Linked DNA regions of Mus musculus: region 2 is linked to region 1. The links are chromatin contacts, called in public promoter capture Hi-C maps. All regions are on one chromosome and are shown on one strand. Each heading gives the region's core, a stretch centred on a gene start, on an enhancer-like site or on the middle of the called end of the contact. The rest is flanking DNA. Distances are from core to core; before and after follow the strand shown. Region 1 holds the start of Nlrp14 (NLR family, pyrin domain containing 14). Region 2 holds the start of Olfml1 (olfactomedin-like 1).

The links. Promoter capture Hi-C pulls out the DNA fragments that hold promoters and counts their contacts.
Region 2: a promoter capture Hi-C map of stem cell-derived epiblast-like cells shows a contact between it and region 1, with 3 times the contacts expected there. The contact joins the promoter of Olfml1 here to the promoter of Nlrp14 in region 1. A contact is called at or near these places in 4 of 39 promoter capture datasets (cranial neural crest, embryonic stem cells and stem cell-derived epiblast-like cells) and 1 of 9 other capture datasets (embryonic stem cells).

The regions. Positions count from the first base shown.
Region 1 is chr7:107,165,607-107,168,306 of GRCm38.p6, reverse strand. Nlrp14 (NLR family, pyrin domain containing 14) reads right to left here and starts at 1,317. Exons shown (of 11, transcript NM_001002894.2): 1 at 1,226-1,317.
Region 2 is chr7:107,566,171-107,568,870 of GRCm38.p6, reverse strand. Olfml1 (olfactomedin-like 1) reads right to left here and starts at 1,438. Exons shown (of 3, transcript NM_172907.3): 1 at 977-1,438. The coding sequence starts at 1,105.

The DNA of each region.
Region 1 (2,700 bases), core at 68-2,567:
AGTTATTACACACAAGCAGGTGACTTACAAGTCTGGTAGGTATTCCAGAAAGTGTTCAAACTCTAAAATCCCAGAAGATGCCAAAAACCAATGTAAACCAGTAGGTACCAATTCTCAACTATCAAAATGGTTTTAAAAAAATCCCTAAAAACAATAACATGTGATAAGAAATGAAGCAGATAATCTAGCATAAATGTTAATTGCCATAGTTTTAGAAACACGAATGCTCCAAACTACTGACAACTTTAAAAATGTGACTTTTCAATCAAGATCTTTCTTAGAAATTTATTCAATGCAATGAACTCTACATATAGAAAGTTTTTTTTTTAAATAAATGCATTAAATGCATATGGGCTTACTTGACTTTTGGTTTTGGTTGTTTGTTTGTAATTTGGGACAGGGTTTATGTTGCCATGGTTGTCCTGGAAATAGCTCTGTTGACCTGGTTAATGGCCTTAATCCACATACTTCTGTTTTCCGAGTGTTGGCTTGTGCCACCACCGCTCGGCTATTCTTGATTTTTTTTTTAACTCATTATAACGGCATAACCAAGCAGCAGTATGGTAAAGGGGGCAATGCCTGTTGATCCCAAAGAGATAATGAATGTGTGCCATAATAAACCTGTGAGGAGCATAACCATTGGTAACCCCTGAAACCAGAGCAATTCTGGTCACTGTTGGTATTGGTGTGAGTGCCAAAGCCATGAATCATGGCTTTCCATAATTTTGATAAAGAGGCATCCTGACAGCGTGTAGGACCAGGACCGCCAACTTCTGAGGAGGCTTATTTTGCTAACAGTAAGAAAAATCGGGAGGCACCAGACTAAAGGACCATACCTGCACTTGGTCCATGAACAGAGGAGGGGTGGTGTGGGTCCCCCAGGACTGCGGAGAAGGAATATATACCATTTTAATTCAGGGCCTCAGACTAGGAGCTACTATTGAGTTGCTATTACCTCAATGCAAAGACCACTAAATAGGAGCAAACCCCAGATTGAGGTACCCATCCCACCTTGACCCCAACTGCCTGCAGACCCTCACACAACAGTTTCATATTCCCGCAGGATCCTACTAAAGTTGTAGGTGTTGGGCTTTTCTCCATCCTCAGGTGCAGGCCACGTCCCTTTCCTAGTTTGCATGCACATGTGAACATCAAAAGGATTCCCACTGAACCCTTACTAGTCTAAGAGCAGGCAAAATACATGTCCAAGAAGCTCCTTCCATACCTCTAGTCTGGGTCGATGTTAGTGATGAAAGTTAAGTCCTTGCGCTGAGAAACAAGTCAAACACCTGCCCGAGAAGCCTCCACGGGTTCGCTGAGAAAGGGGCTCACTCTTTAGCTTTTAAGACCTCTCTGCTGTTACCGCCTTTGGGCGGAGCAGGCTTTCCAGCAGGGATTGGTGGGCTGGTTCAGTTGGGCCGCAACTGGTCCAGCAAGTCTCTCTTCCGATTGGCTGTCTGGGTAAGCTCTCTCTGGGAGCAATTCTTGTTAGATGCAGTTCCTACCCAGGAAGTAATAATACCTGTGCTCAGCACAAGTGTAGGGCCACAAGCATTTACTGGACTACAAAGTTTGAATGATATTACTATGAAATATTTTTCGTTTTTGCTTTGTCACCGAATAAACAATTTTCCTTTTCAACTGTAGCTGTTCTCTTCCTGCCTTTCCAATTTGGCACTGTGTGTCTCTCCTCAGTTCATAAGATCCATAACTTTCTGCAGCTCTTATCAGCTGCAATTTCTGATATGTTTGCCTATGATTGCTTTGTTAAAGCAACTTCACAAGTGTTTATTATTCTTTTTTAAAAAGTAATTTTTATTTAATTACACCTGAGATGTTGCCCCTCCTCCCGATCCCCTCCCAGAGTTCTCTACCCCATCACCCCTCCCCTTCGCTTCTGAGAGGGTGCTCTCCCACACAATTGTTTCTTATAAGCAAAAAGATGGAATCTCCTGCCTCACCCACTCTGTTCCTGTCCTTATATAGGAAAACCCTATAATTTCATAGTTACAAAGTTTGTTATATTCTTGATATACATTAGGGTTTTTATTTTACCTTGTGGCTTTCTGTTTTTGGGGGTGGAGTGTGTGTTTTGGGTTTGTTGATTGAGTACAGTCCTTTCTTGTTCTCCACAGTTATAAGACCTGATTTATGTGGATTGATTTCCTACAGGTTTTCAAATTGTTCCATCCCCATGACAGGTGCTTACATTTGGCTGATGGACAGCAACAGGTTTATCTTGATATTCTTTTATGTTGATCAGAGTTTTAGCTTTTTCAATTGCAAACAGGAAAACAAATGTCTTTCCCTCTCTTCTTTATCTAACTTACTTTTTTTTGACTGAGAGCTTATTTTCCCTTTACCCTTAGAATGTAGAAATTACAACTGATATATCAGGTGTGCCTTTACTCATTCATCTGTACAATAATCCAGTTAGTTCCTTAGATCTTTGGAAATTTTACATTTAAATTTAAAAAAAATACAAGCAAGAGAAAGTTCTGTGTTTCTTTCATACCCCCTATCAGCCCACTTTTCTCCTGTGGAATTGGAATTTCTGCTGCTCCTTAGAAGACCTCTGAGACCCATTCTTCTAGCAATTTCTTTCTCTCTCTCTTTTTCTTCCACTCTCATCTTTCCTCTTTCTATGCTTTGAAATGTGATTTAAACTTTACTTTTCATTTACTTATTATGTAAGTGTTT
Region 2 (2,700 bases), core at 189-2,688, 400 kb before region 1:
ATATGCCAATTCAACTTGCATAAGAGCAAAGCATTGCAAAGTAGAAGATTAAATTTATTCCTAAAAACCTGACTGGCCTATAAAAATATTGAATTTTGTTCACTTGTTGTTTTGCTTTGGTATAGAGTCCCACTTAGTCTAAACTGGCTTCAAACTTCCTGTTTAGCCAAAGATGACTCTGAAGCCCCTGATCCTCCTGCCTCCACTCCCTGAGTACTGCTGTTACAGCTGATATCATAAAACATACCTGGTTTCTGCAGTGATGAGCCTTGAACCCCAGGCTCCTGCACGCTAGGCTAGTTCTTACCAATTGAGTCATGTTCCCGACCCTGGGTTTTTGACTGTTCTAACAAAGTTCTACCTCAAATGCTCTCACTCTGTTTAACATTGCTGGGAAATCTCATTTCCAAACCCAAGTCCAGTTAGGAATAAAAAGCAAAAATCTATGGTGAGCCTCCATATGTAACACCACATTGTCTTATATTCACTTAACAGTTTATCATAAAAAGGAAAAGAGAAAAGCTGGAATCACTTAGCATCCCTATATAGTAAAAGATGAAGAAAACATGACTAGAGTTCTAATTCATACATTGAAGACTGAACTATTTGGTTTTGAATGTTCAACAACCTGAGAATTTACTCAGTGAGTTAGGCTATGTTCTGAGTATGGATTAATGACCCAAATAAAACATCCCTAATTTGAAATCTCTTTATTAAATCTGCAGAGTATCATTTGAACCTAAATTCTATCACTATGTCCATTTTATAGGTTAGAAAAACTGCCAGGGGAAAGTACAAGCGGCCTGCAATGGAGGTGGCATCTGAGCTGCTAGGCTATGCACATCTGTAAATGTCATCTTAGCAGTGATTCATTCTGTATCAGGAAGACATGCACCCTAGTTGACAGCAAAGTGGGGGCACAGCAGAGTGACTTCCAAGAGGCATACTCCCTGTGAAGGGAAGACAGGTCACCTACCTCGAGGACTTGGAAGCGCTGGTAGATGTAGTGTACCATGGCTGGGTCCTGGGCATGTTGTGGTGGGGGCAGAAATGCTGCAAGGAAGAGAACCAGGGAAGCAGAAGCTTCTTGAAGGGCCACCACCATCCTGCACACTTCCCAGGAACTCTGGTTCTCTAAAACGACTCAGGGGTCCGGGTGGTGATCTCTGGTTTTCTGTCTGCTGCTGTGGCAATTCCTTGGAAAACAACGCTTTGCATAGCCAGAGAGAACAAAGTCCGCTTGTTATTCTACCCGGTGCATGATCTCAGTTTCAAGCTGGTGATCAAGTCCAGCTGTTGGCAAGCCAGTCTCTGCAGGCCTTACGTGTTCACTTGGTTGCAGAGAGCTCCGGGGGTCCAGTGTCTGCTGCCCTCAGCTTGGCCATGCACAGACCCTCTCCAGGCTAATGGCTACTTACAGCTTCCAGGTTCAGAGTGTACGGGTTGGGGAAGGGGAGGGGAGGTCTTTTCTCCTCTCCCCTCCCCCAACTCTTTTACTTTTGGTTCCCTCCTCCTTAATAGACTGTGCAGTCCAATCGCAGGCCTAGCTCAACACAGGCCACCCCCCAAGGTCTCAGTGTTGGAATTTCAGTTCAGTTTCTGGCAGAAATTCCTAGGATCTTTTTCCAAGAAGTTCTGTTAGGAGACCCCACCTCTGTTTCTTGCATTCTCGTAGCTCTTAAAGGCATAGCAAGGAAATGTGAATGCTGATCTATGCCATCTCAGAAAAGTGTACAGGGCAGCATTGCTCTGTGGGCAGAGGGGTACAGTGGGCACAGGCCTGGCTACCCAGACCAACAGCTGAGAATTGTCAGGATTGAACTTAGAAGAAAAAAATTTTTTTCCTTTTTCTTTAGATTTATTTTTTAATTCATGTACACATGTATGCATGAAAATATGGGGCCCACAGTGGCCAGAACGTGGCCTCAGAGATTCCTGGGTCCAGAGTTACAATCTCTCTGATATGATTCCTGGGAACTGAACTCCAGTCCTCTGCAAGAGCAGCAGGTGCTTCTAACCACTGAGCCATCTCTCCTGGCCCAGAAGAAAATTTTTAGGATGAGAATGAATGATTGACACAGTGGTTTTTGGGACACTGAGTCATCAGGAAATGTAATCCCACTGTGAGAAAGTCCTCGAGTTTCCCATCATCAGTGTCAGAATTCCCATTAGCAGCAGCCTGGAAACCAGACCCTCAGGCCAGCTAAAGAGAAATCCCGTTGCTGGAGCAAAGCCATAAAACCTTCCATGTTTATGTTTCCTGTGCTAGTGCCTCCCCACCTTTACCTCTTTTTCCATAGGCAGGCCCAGGACCCCACCTCCATCTTCTGTTCTGTTTTATTTTGCATTGTTAATGAATCACTTTTTAAAATAGGGGAAATTGGAGCATTTATGGAATATGGAAAGAGCCCTGGTCGGGAGGTAGAAGACCTGAGTTTGCATTTGATCCATACACAAGTAGCTGAAATCTAAAATCTGAACATTTCTTATTGGTAGCTCTTGAATATCCTAGTTCTTAATAGATGTTCCTCTCTCCTCTTCTTTGATATGATTTTGGTCGCTAACTGGTTCTTCCCTATATCCTTGGTAATGTTCCAAGCACCATCTCCTTATTGTTAAGAACAATTGCTCTTGTTTCAGAGAACCATCTTTGAACTCCTTCCAAAACTGCCTGAACTTTAGCTAACTTCTCTTACATCC